Linked DNA regions of Anas platyrhynchos: all the other regions are linked to region 3. The links are chromatin contacts, called in public Hi-C maps. All regions are on one chromosome and are shown on one strand. Each heading gives the region's core, a stretch centred on a gene start, on an enhancer-like site or on the middle of the called end of the contact. The rest is flanking DNA. Distances are from core to core; before and after follow the strand shown.

Evidence for each region. A called contact is a pair of places that touch in the nucleus more often than the background predicts.
Region 1: a Hi-C map of small yellow follicle shows a contact between it and region 3, with 4 times the contacts expected there. The contact joins two enhancer-like sites. A contact is called at or near these places in 2 of 8 Hi-C or Micro-C datasets (F5 follicle and small yellow follicle).
Region 2: a contact with region 3 is called in a Hi-C map of liver, with 2.0 times the contacts expected there. The contact joins two enhancer-like sites. A contact is called at or near these places in 2 of 8 Hi-C or Micro-C datasets (liver and skeletal muscle).

Annotation. Positions count from the first base shown.
Region 1 is chr3:114,854,810-114,858,924 of IASCAAS_PekinDuck_T2T, reverse strand. The region is part of intron 11 of SUPT3H (SPT3 homolog, SAGA and STAGA complex component); the gene reads left to right. Among named protein-coding and RNA genes, the nearest start is that of RUNX2, 210 kb to the left of the region's middle. Within about 2 kb of position 2,739, at least 5 of the 8 cell types and tissues checked have an H3K27ac peak or open chromatin away from gene starts, as enhancers often do. A contact at or near this core is called in F5 follicle and small yellow follicle, where this site is marked.
Region 2 is chr3:114,816,930-114,820,990 of IASCAAS_PekinDuck_T2T, reverse strand. No RefSeq gene overlaps it. Among named protein-coding and RNA genes, the nearest start is that of CDC5L, 210 kb to the right of the region's middle. Within about 2 kb of position 1,965, at least 1 of the 8 cell types and tissues checked has an H3K27ac peak or open chromatin away from gene starts, as enhancers often do.
Region 3 is chr3:114,941,827-114,946,062 of IASCAAS_PekinDuck_T2T, reverse strand. The region is part of intron 3 of SUPT3H (SPT3 homolog, SAGA and STAGA complex component); the gene reads left to right. Among named protein-coding and RNA genes, the nearest start is that of RUNX2, 120 kb to the left of the region's middle. Within about 2 kb of position 1,517, at least 5 of the 8 cell types and tissues checked have an H3K27ac peak or open chromatin away from gene starts, as enhancers often do. A contact at or near this core is called in F5 follicle and small yellow follicle, where this site is marked.

The DNA.
Region 1 (4,115 bases), core at 1,490-3,989, 88 kb after region 3:
CCTTATCCCTCTAATTTTCTTACTGATTTTCTCACATTTTATTATTTATGTAATTATAATTTCTTTCCATTCTCCATGGATGGATGACTTACACAAACACTGATTAAAACATGGAGGGTAAGAGAAGAGCTGGAACTTACTATATCAAAAATATCCTCAGTTTTATTAAAAGAAGTAAAAGAAATAATAAGATATTTTTTCTTTCGCTTACATCTATGAGAGATCTCACTTATAACAGTACGTATTTTAAGATATAAGTTGGGCATTCTTTATTTTTAAATTCCTTACTCTGAGGGCAGTGAGGCACTGGAACAGGCTGTCCAGAGGAGCAGTGGATGTCCCATCTCCAGAGGTGTTCAAGACCAGGCTAAACGGGGCTTTGGGAAACCTGATGTAGTGGGAAGTGTACCTGCCCATAGCAGGGTTGAAACTAGAGGATCCTTAAGGGTCCGTTCCAACCCAAATGATTCTGTGATTTTATGATTCTGTTGTTTTTTTCTATCTCATGTTCATAATAAGTATTTGAAAATCCTACATAGCTGGACTATTTTATGTTTCTAAATACAACATATTAATATTTAAAGCTTTTAAAATTATTTTAAAATTTATTTTGAACTTATTTAACAGCAGCAGATACACTATGCTGTGTTATTGCATCCTATTCCTTTAAACAAGTTATGTGTCAAGAACTACATAGCAAAAAAAAAACACAGTTTACATGTATGCTTAATAGCATTCAGATTCAGTGTTACAAACAAACAGATATTTACTTACAAAGCAAATACCTAAATACAGGAAAACATAGCACTCAGAAATTTCAAGTAACCAATGGATTTGAAAATTTATAATAATGTTGGAGATATCTGTTATTTTTTTGTTATGTCTGTTAAAAAGATGCCCAAAGGCTCCTCATGGGAATTTGAAACTTCAATTTGAAACTTCATTGAACTAAGCACTGTGTGAATGTGAGTTTCATTTTAGATGTGTGAAGTGGATTAAAATGCAGAAGTTTGTACTTGGATCTGTCAAGAACAATGATGGAGAGGTAGAATCAGACAGAGATGATGAAAGATCAGGCCAAAGGCAGATGTAAGCGCTGTTGGTACATGTCATTTGCTCAATCTGGCACAACATTTAGCTAAAGATAATACAGAAGATAAGTGGATGAAGGCTGAATTGCTGTTGGTCTCAGAGAAAAGGACCAAAGAAGCAGAAGATCCTAAAAGGGTAAGAAGGGGAATGTGAGGAGAGGATAAAGTCATGACTGCTATAGCAGTTTTTTGAGGATACACAAATGGCTATATAAAAATAATAAACCTGCACAAATAGGCTGTGAGTGCACCCATGAGTTTCATAGTACAGGCACCCTTATGTCTCTTGGTGCAGGTGCCTGAGAGCTGTAGAGGTGGCAGCTGTGCAACTGAAAGGAATTTCTGATAGAATTGAACATGTAGGTTTGCTGCTAATGGGCTGTACTGACATGAACAAGGCTTACTAAATACACAGACATAACTGTTCTTATTTATATGCATAATATAAATTTCACATTGTATAATAGCTGTAAGACAATCCAGAGCATTTCCGGGGGATTATTGCACATCTCGGGTAGTTTAAGTCATCCAACCTTTTGGCTTCATGCCTTAAAACACTACCAGAGACATGTTATAATCGTCCAGAAATGCACTGCCTGTTGCAAATTACAGTTTAAGCTGTGTTACACATACACCCAAAGTATACAATTTAACCAGGTAATGTGATGTGCATTTAAAAAAAAAAAAAAAAATTAAATATGAAAGTGTTCAGTATGCTTTCCACAAGCTAAAGTGAGAATTTCCCTGCCTATCCAGAACCACTCCAGAAAGTCCTTGCTAGTTGTGGTTTGTCATTTGCTCTGCTCTTTAATGATCTCATCATAATCTTTGACCTTTCACTGTTTTCCCTTCTCTTTGGCTGCTTCTTTCGTGATTCTGCCATATCTGGCTTGTTTGGGCTCTGTGTGGGATCCCTGAAGAATCCCGTATGTTTCCAGGCATTCAAGTGTGGGATATAATTGTAGCAATGAGGTGTTGAGGATGTCACAGTGTTCAAGACTGAGCAGAGAAATTGAAGCAAAAAGATATAATAACTAAAGCTCTAGCATGATCACTGCTTAATTTCCCAAAGTTACACTTCACAGGAAGAGAATTTCCTATAGTGGATCTATACCTGACCTAAGTGTTCATGTAAATGTCAGTGTTAAGCTCAGTCATAGGATTGTCATCATTTTGTTGTCTTCTTTTACATGAGAGACTAAACAAAATATGCCTATTTACCTTACCTTCTCTCTGCCTTTTTTTGCTTTTCCTCCACTCTCTAAACCCTGTGGTCCTGGGCTATGCTCTCTCATCCTGAGCAGATTTCTCAGCCTAATGCTTTTATTGATCCTGTCTTTATCAGCCCTACAATAGCTTGCTGAATAAAGCAAAGTATTTCCAACAAGAAAGGGTTAAGATGAGGGCAGCCATGCACACCTTACATTGTTGCCTTTTCCCAGCCTACTTGTTTTTGTCAGATAGAATCACAAGCAAAAAGCAAATTACAGTGTTTTCAGATATTAACTGTAATATTATGTCTTCTTCCTTGTGGGCAATTTAGCTAAAAATGGCAGACTGCCCATTCTAATGCACAAGGACACTGCTTTTCTGGGAGGCTGTGTCAGATAAAACAGTTGGGTTTGCTGAAAGTGAAGGCTTTTTTCTCCTCCTCAGTGGAACAAGAGCTTATCAGCACATAAACACAGCCTGAATGGCAACACAGATACCTGTTTTGCCTCATATTCTGCTTCCTCAACAGAGCTTATTTCTCATGTGGATATTAAAATAATAGCTTTCAAGTTAGAAAGTATGCTCGCTTGTGCTGCAATTATTAAATACTCAATTAGGACACTTTTCCAGCTATCTGGGCTGAGGTTTTCGGAGGAGCCTAGGGAGTTGACTGCATGAAGCTATGTCTGTACCTGTAGATTAACTGTGTCTGTGCTCTCTGACACTGAGGCTAACAAGCACGGAGTGGCCCAAGTCCATATTATCCCATTTTATTTTCCTCCAAAATGTCTCTAAACCACCTATTGTGAAAGGTTTCTGGCCTGGTGTATCCCTGAGCTGTGACCTGGCCTTGGGGCACAGTGTTTGGCCTGGGCCAAAAACGTTTCTGGGGCTAGTCTGACAATTCAAGTGTAAAGGGGATTTCTAGTGTCTGGGAATATTCCCTGCCACTGCTTTAGCTTAAGGTCAAGTCCTTAGCGTTATGGGCTGCTCTGAAAGCTGAAATCTTAAACTCTGGCCTGCAGAGCAGCTAAACACTGGGTCTTCACAGATCAAACCACATGCTGTTTGATCTGGGAAAAAGGTCCCTTCCACGCAGCATCCGTGTGTGCTCAATTGTGGTTTGAAATTAATTCACTCTTGAGTATTAATTAAAGTGCTGATGATGCTGTCCTCTTCAAGAACTGCACAGCTCTGTCATGTTAGACCGCCTTCAGCAGCATGCAGTATCTGATGCATCATTTTATAGGATGCATATTTATAATAGTAAGAATAATAAGAAGATGATAGCCTCTGTAGGGCCCAGCCTTACATAAGGTTGCCTTGTCTTATTGCATGCTGCAGCTATCACTAATGCTTAGCTCAGGATTGTGTAAACTGCAGACATTGGTGATGATGCTGTCAACAGGATGCTGTGAGCAAGGAGGATACAAACAAATCCCACAAGACAAGAATTTCTTTTATGTTCTTTAATGCCATTAGTGGGGAGGATTGATATCAAGCCTTGCTTTGAGATCCCCTGAGGAAACACAGTATAGCTGTAACTGCTGTTTTGGCATTCCTCAGTGTGCTCAATATGTTTGCTATATGTCCCTGATAGTCAGAGACCTGCTCCAAAGCTTCTGTTGGGTTTTGGTTCAAGCACTGGATAGCTGTGTGGACTGGTAACATTTTCGCACAGTCCTCCTGTGTTCTGTGTACATCTAATGAAGTCATAATGCCTGGTGTGTGACATCAAAGTCTGGTGCCACAAGAATGAGCTTAATCTAGCAAACAATGATCACATTGTGTGAGTAAGCAGGGAAAAGAGAA
Region 2 (4,061 bases), core at 716-3,215, 130 kb after region 3:
CCCCAAAAGTCAAATGAAAAGATGTCATTGTGGAAGCTGCAAGAGCTCTGGTACTGAAAAGCTGACTGTGCCTGAGTCTCACACAGCTTTGCAAAACCTGTTGTCATTCTTGCACAGATGGGGATGAATGCAGCCAAGCAGCTGCTTCATCAAGTGCCATGTTTATTTCTTCTGATTTGGAAACCCCAACTATTCCAGTGCCTCGGGAAGACACTGAGTCCTGATAAAAGTAGCTACTGGCTCAGAGTTCCCTCTGCAGTTTGGACACAATTCTTATATTATACACAACTGAAAGAAAAAAAAAAAAAAGTGTGGTCTCACGTAAAACCTCCATGGTTGTCAAAACAGGCTCCGATTTCATTTCTCCATAACTGTGACTTGCTGCTGAACAATAAATGTACCTTATGTAAAACAGGATTTGAGTTTTCTCAACTGATGCTTATTTGCAAATGTACAGCAACCAGCCTCACCATTAAAATCACTAGCTTCATGGCTGAAATCAGACCTTCAGGTTTCCAGGTAAGAAAGGAAGAAAGCAGCTCTCCTGCTTTCAGGGCAAAGCTTAGAAATGGGACCTGCATACAATCAACTTACTGAGCACTGCCTGAGACCATTGGCAGCTTGAAACTATACCTTCAAGAGGAAGAAAGTAATCCATTTTTCTGAACAAGGTATTACAAGGACCCATTTCTCCTTGAACCCCACTCAGATTCACCCTTAGCTGTAGGTACAAGCACATGCTGCCCTGTCACCCTGAGTGCACCAACAAGGACCAGAAACACATTGTGCCCCTGAGGGACGGGGCAGCCTCTGTCACCCATCCAACATGAGGCTGGCCCGATACTTGGTTTAATCAGCCATGATTTCAGTGCTGTTAGAGCTCAAAGGAAGACTGTAAATAGGAGCATTTTCCTGAATTGAGGTCTTACATGATCAGGAAAGAAGAAAAACAAAAGCTCATGGACCAAGAGGAAGGGAAATAAGCAACTCTGTTGTCTGATACTGAAGGCATTTAGCTGTGCTGCTGGAGAGTGGTGATCTACAACCTCCAGTGAGTCTTGCTAGCTAGAGCTAATACCCTTACCCTTGGGTCCCTCGCCATTTTATGGCTGCTCTGTAACAGGATGTGCAACTGCTATGCATTAATACGTTATTACAGATTGGCTAGTGTAAACTCCAGGTGTTGAGAACATGATTTATTCTATTAGTATAAAAAGGTGTTTTCTATGGCCATATTAAAAATTATACTAACTGTGGGGCTTGCCACTGCTCTGTGTGTGGCACATGCCAATTTAAACCTGTCATTTCCTCTAATTTAAGGATATGTCCTCAGAAGATCATTAATTTGGGGTGGAGCTGGGGATCGTAGTGCAGCTGTGGCCCATTAACCCCCACCTGGCCGTTAATCCCTGCAAAGCACCTTCCCCAAACATGTCTGCTACTACCATACAGTCACTGGAGCAGAGACTGGAGAAAGTACATTTTAGGGTGTATTTTGTACTTAAATCTATTTTATAGACTGCATTTTTATTTTGGAGTGAATTCCACCCATTTTGTGATGTATGGATCCAGTAACTGATAGTGCTGTTTTGTAGTGAAATCGCTATTTAGTGGACTACACAACTCCAAAAGGGCTAGGATCTGGGCCAAAATCTGTTGAACACTATAGTAAATGACAGACTGGGTGAGTCCTTACTGGGTTCCCCTGGGTTTATCCCAAAGCAGCACATATCCTGGCAAGCACAAATGCTGATCCCAGTTGGGATGAGCACTCAGGGCTCATACTTCTCCTAATTGCTCTATCCCAGTGCAAGACACAGGAGCCCAGGTCGCACATTTGACTGAGCACCAGGCTCAGTCTCAGTGGCATGTTTTGTTTGTGTGTATGCAAAGGGCTGAATTCATACCTGTTGCCCACACAGTTCTGATATAATTCCTTGCTCAAAAGCAGGTTTGAGGTGGCCTTGGGGAAAGCATAATGAAAAGACTCAGGGCTTCATATGACTCAATCTTGTACACTTGGCTTAACTGCTATATTTTTTTCATCTGCCCATGTTTTTCCATTGCACAACCACAATCTTGCCCCAGTCTTGCCTATAGCAGTTCAGAGGTTTTTAGGCATCTTGAGGCAGGGGTATCTCTGCATGTTATGTATGGTGCAGTGAGCTTCCAACAGCCTATAACCATGAGATTTGGATGCCCAAAGCCCAGCCTGGAGCACGTCAAGCTTCAGAACATCATTCAAATGCACACAGAAAGCTTATTGCGGTTTCCCACCTTAATCAGGGCCCATTAGACCTGTTTTTCGTAGCAGGAGTTTATCCAGCCTGTGTTTAAAGACCCCCAAGGACGCAGATTTCCCTGTCTTCAATCTAGTGATGTTCTTGACCCTCATAAATTTTTTTCTTATCTGGTTTGAATTTTTATTTGTAGCAAAGTAAACACACCTCTTGTCATACCAGTGAGGACAGATCATACCAGTGCACTTTGTAACAGTCTTTTCTGTGCTCAGGGGCTGTTATCCCATCAAGACTCTCTCTTTTGGCTAATAAATGTAACTTGATCAATCTGTCCTCCCAAGTCGTGTTTTCTGGATTTCCAGCACCTCTTCCTGTTTTGACAATGAACCATTGATAACTGTTCTCTGGGCACATATATCTAAATCCTTGTCCCCCGCCTCCAGCAGTTTTATCTAGACCCATGTTTCCCTCACCTGATTAGGAAAGTGAATATGAGACAGTGTCAGAAGCCTGCAAGTGCTGGTGATGAATCTATTGCTTTTTCCTTCACTATAAACCTTGTTACCTGTCACAGAGATCCCACGGCAAGAGTTCAAATGGCTATCAAAAGTCTACACTCTGCCTACACAAGAGCAGAGAAAGGATCAGTTAAATGAGGGGATTATTTGACCTGTTGGTGAACCGGGTGGCAGAAGCATGATGGCACCAGAGTCCTGGTGAGGGGCACCCTGACCCGCAGCTAGATAGGCAGTTGGCATCACAAGCAAGAATTGAGTAAAAAAAACCTCCAAATTCCCAGGTTTACCAGGTAGTGTGTTCACACCCCTACTCCTGGTCCTGTGACCAGCTGGTGAATGCCAGTAAGGAACAGTTTCATTCTTTGCTGTTCTAATTTGCAGCATGAAATAGGTGTTATCGTCACCCTGATAATCAGATATTTTCCCTGACTTAGTTCAGCAGGTGAAATTGAATGAATAGCCCTTACAGTGAAGTTCAATTTATTTTTAGTGATTATCTAATGGCTTTTTAATTTTACTTTTTTATTTATTTTTGGCTTTGAGTGTGTTATTACTACATGCACAGAGTGTTTCCATGGAATCCTACTACTGATCTGGACAAGAGATTCATCAGTTTAATTTCCAGGTTTTAATTTCCTGCATCCTGTTCCTCATGAGGCCTTGACTGAAAGGAGCTTCATCCCACAGAGAACATACAGGAATGGGAATCAAGACTCATGGATGTCTTCATTTCCAGGTCTCCCTCCATCTTCACTAGTATTACCAACACCTCTGCATTCCTTGGTGAATCTGAAAAAATAATATGAAAAAATAATAACATCTTGCTTGGTTCATCCCTAGATCTCAAGGCAGTTTTCAAAGGAAGAAGTCATCATCCCAATTTTATAGATGGAGAAACTGAGGCCCAGCAAAGGGAACTGTTGCCATTAGTTTCCTGCAAGGGCCCATGCCCTTGGCCTCACAGCCCCTTGCTCAGGGGCTGGTCCACCAGACCAGACAAGTGCTGGAGTGGAAATAAATATTCTCCTGATGACTGTGGTCTCTGTGGTCAGGGCTGAGGGTCGAAATGTTCGCACAAGGCCTGCACACAGAAACCACAGAATCCCCCACAGCTCCACTGCACTTTATTAAAAGTCACTGCTTCTGTGAAAAATGGGTTTTATAAGAGTTAGGTGCCTTAATTATAAAGTCATGTGCATTTGAATGACTTCTTCCCGGCTAACCGTTTGTGACAGCCTACAAATGTGAAAAGTATTACCAAGCCTATTTTTAACGTGGCTTTGGAGAGGCTGCAGTTCTGGAA
Region 3 (4,236 bases), core at 268-2,767:
AATATGAAATGACATTAGAAATTTTTTGCCAAGGTGCTTTTTCTTCACAGCATATTCCTTATGTTATTCCTTATTCCTCATGTTATTAAGCATGATGTTCAGGGAAAACATCCCATCTGGATAGCATTACCTGTAGGATGTGCAGCTTGTATGTATCTTCTGGAGGTTAGCGTCTAATGTTAAACAAAGGAAGCTGATTAAAAACATCTGTAAAACATTTTCATAGTTCATATTTTATACAGTGGGTATTGAATTACCTTGCACATGACTGCATGTCTGAACTAAAAATAATAAGGTAAATCTTTTCCTTTTATTAAAATTAGTATAATATTAATTTTATAGTTAAACTACATTTAACTGTTTCCCTACTTGGCACTAGAATTTAATGCTGCTGACATCACTACGTATTTTACATGCCACTGAGAAATAATTGTTCATTTATTGATGCAGTATTCTACAATAAGCACATTTTAGGTGCAGTCAAAATATAAACATTAGATTGAAATACAATTTCTTATGTAAAAGTGTGGCATTTATTAAATGCTAAAGGAGAGGCTTGCCAGCTAAATGTGTAACGTTTCTGACCATTAAATAATATTATGTGAAATAGTTATACAGAATATATAAAATGATTGTAGTACTGCCCACTTAGGTATTATGTTGATTTATGAATTCAGTTAGAGTCCCTAGTAAATACCAAAATTGCTGATTCTAGGTCAGTATTTATTAGGTTGGTAAATTTTATGGAGAGGAAGGATTTGTGCATCCCAGAACTGACAGAGAAAGGTGTTATTTATGTAGTTAGAGTGAGAATGCAATTGTAATTTCACAGCTGAGCTGAAAAAAAAAAAAAGGTTATATACTTTCCTTCATATTCTAAATTACTTTCTAAAATAGCTTATAAAACCATGTGTATTACAATAGTAAATATTATTTCAAGATCTAAGAGGCTAATGCTCCAGATTTACTGTTCAATGTCATGAGCAAAAACCTCTTACCTTTCCAAGTTTGATACAACATACTGACTCAAAAGCACGTATCAAAACAGAGAGCAGCAAACATTATTCTCTGGGAAAATATTTTGAAATTCAGCAAGTGTTTTGAAAATGATTATCATTATTGTTTATTGTAAGTGTTCTGAGATTGTGAAAATGAAGTGTTGCTCGTAAATACCACGCAGGCTGAATGGCCAAGGGCAGTTCTCATCTCTAATATGCAGACTCCTACCCGAAGCAGTTTCATCCAGCTTGAGTACTCGGTTTTATGATGTTTTTACCAAAGTTCATAAAAAATGCAAGTGGAGTGAAAAATGTGGTATGTACATACAGTTATTTTTATTCAACGAGACTGGACCAGCACAAAACCATTTTTTTAGAACAATATAACATTAACAGTTGCCATTTCATCAATTAGTGGCCTTATCCCTACAGAGAAGTGTCTGGTATCTTATCTGTGTGCTGAAAAGGCAATGAGCAGTTTTATCATTGGAAAATTAAAAAGACATGCTGTACCATGGCAGTGAGATTTACGGAGTTTATCTTGCTGTGCTGTTGGGAATGTATGTTTCAGCACTGATAATGTAGCACATTAGATGGCTGAGAACAAATAATGCTTTTCCGTAACTCTATCTTAAGACAAAATGTCTTAAGATCATTTCTTTTGCTCACTGGGAGCTGAATATTTTTGCCTGTGTTACTGAGGTGTTTGGCGTTGCCCAGTCTGGTAGCTGGGTAGAAGTGAGGCTGCTGCAGCTGCACATCCCCAGGTCCAACCAGGATCAGAGTGAAGGTGGCAGTGGAAAATCCATAGATATGAGCACATAGATACATGTGTAAGTACATGTGTGTATGGATATATAAAACCACAATGGATCCCTCCAGCAGCTTGGCTTACACCCTCATGCCACCAGTAACTGGTCACAGGATCTCCTGTGCCTCAGCCACCCTGAGACCAGTGGCGACCAGGCAGTCTCTCCAGCAGCTGGCCTGGATCTCCTGCTCCCTGTAGCATCCCACTCGCAGACCCTCTTGTCTTGCTGATATCCAGCCCTGATTTATGGCTGCTTCGATGAGTGGTACCCAAAGCTCTTATCCTGCTCAGGGGCAAGTCCAGCTTGATGTTTGCAGGTGACTACACACTGACATGCACACTGGCACAGAATACACTCACTGTGATCTCATAATTTTGGAAGATTATCGAAGCACTAACAGGAATGTGAGGAGATAATTCTTTTAAAAATACAAAGGGCAAAGTTGTAATCAGATAGTTATTGCACCTTAGAGCTGAAACTGTCCCAGACTCCTGTCCTGTGAAGGTTTAGGGGGAAGGATTTGGGGGCTAGGTTGGGAAAAGAAATTTTCAGTAGGTTTGGAACTGTATCAGTTCACCAACTGTGTGTCTCTGCTGTGTAAAAGATACTCCCCCATCACACAGTGAGCTGGATGATTGCTTCAATTGGAGATTTTATGGCCAAAACCAGCAGCCTGAGGCTCCAGTGTCTTTATCACAAACTGCACTATATGAAGTGCAAAGCTGCAAAGTTTACTTGACAGTTTGAAGCCGGAGTAATTTACTTGACCGAGACCTTAATGCAACTACTTATAGTACATCATCATCATTTGAACAGAAGGGATGTGCTTTAAACCAGGAATCTGTGGTGTTTGCCAGACGGGGCTCCAAGCTAAATGCTAAATGAAGAATTGCTGTTACCAAGTTTGCTTACTTTGTAATTGCAAGTGCATTGGGGATACTGGAAGAACTGTTTAAGAATGTTGGAACACCTGCATATGGCACAGCACCTTTATTTTAACAACCCTATAGGTGCGCATGCAGCAAATTATCACCCCAATGAATTCCCTTCATTTTGACTTGAGTCTTTGCCAAACAAAAGACTCAGCTGATAGAAAGCTGGCTAAGGCACAATTGGTTTTGGATTATAACTCTGAATTTAACAGCTTGGGTCAATGGATGCCTTTTTTTAAAGATGCCATGGTTACAAACTTGTTAAAAGCTGAATTAATTTGAGATTAAGCAAAAATGTTGTTAATCACATCTTTTTAAACTGTATTAGGATATGTCCATGATGGTTCTAAGATTACTGCTCACTGTCACACTGAAAATTATATTAAAATACTAATGCTTTATTTATGTACACGACTTTCATGTAATTCTTGACCTGTGAAGGGGTTATCTTATTTCTTACTTCACAGGGCATTTTTATTTGTTTCTTCCTGAAGTGTGAGCTAGATATATCACAGATAAATCGGACTGAATAATCTAGAGTCATTGCTCAGTGTGTTTTTCAAAGAAAACCACACATAAATCACAGCTGCTAATTAAAATGAATAATTTTAATTAAAAATCTAATCTTTGCAGGTGCCGAGAGGCTAAAGATATCACACGTATGCCATGTTTCTACACCACTATAGCTTGTTTTTTGTAACTTTTTTTCCTCCTTTGTGAACTTTCCTGTTACGATCTCCCTCCTTCCCAGTATGCCTATTCATTACTTCTGGCTTCATGGACAGTCTGATCCCTCAAGGTGCTTAACGGAGTGTCAGCTGATGCAAAGACATTGTTCTTATCTCAGAATGCTCTGTTAAGAGATACAATTCTCAGATTTAAAATTCTTAAGGTAAGGGTTTACCACTTTATTTGTCCTTAGAAGATAGATATCTCTGTAACAATTGAATTCTCATAAAACAGCCACCAACAAAACTATTTGAACTATAATGGGAGGGTGGAGACAACTTGCCTGCCTATTGAAGTGCATCTTTCATCATGAGAACAATAGCTGGTTCTTTTCCCTTGTCAACTGACCATCTTTTTTCCTTCCATTAAATAGCTGAGATCTTGAACAATTCTGTCCTTGGTCTTCTGCTGTCTGTTCTGATAATCCCTCAGGATACTCGGGATAGGATGACAAATCACAGGGAAAGATGTTCTGATTTTTGTTTCACTGCTGATGAGACAATGCTGTGTCTTGTACGTATGGAGAAAGAATCAATTTCCTGAGTTTTGGGCTTTGTTATTTATCGATTGCATTGATGCTCACAGATTACCCAATGCCTCTGAGCTGCGTTTCTAAGTCTGCAGAGAGGACGCTTTCTACATCTTAAACTATAAATAAAAATTATATATATTTTACGATTAAACATCCAGGCAGGAGGGGACACCTAATATGTCTCTCCCACCACACTTTTCATATATTCCACTCAGATGGCTGCTCTGGGGGGC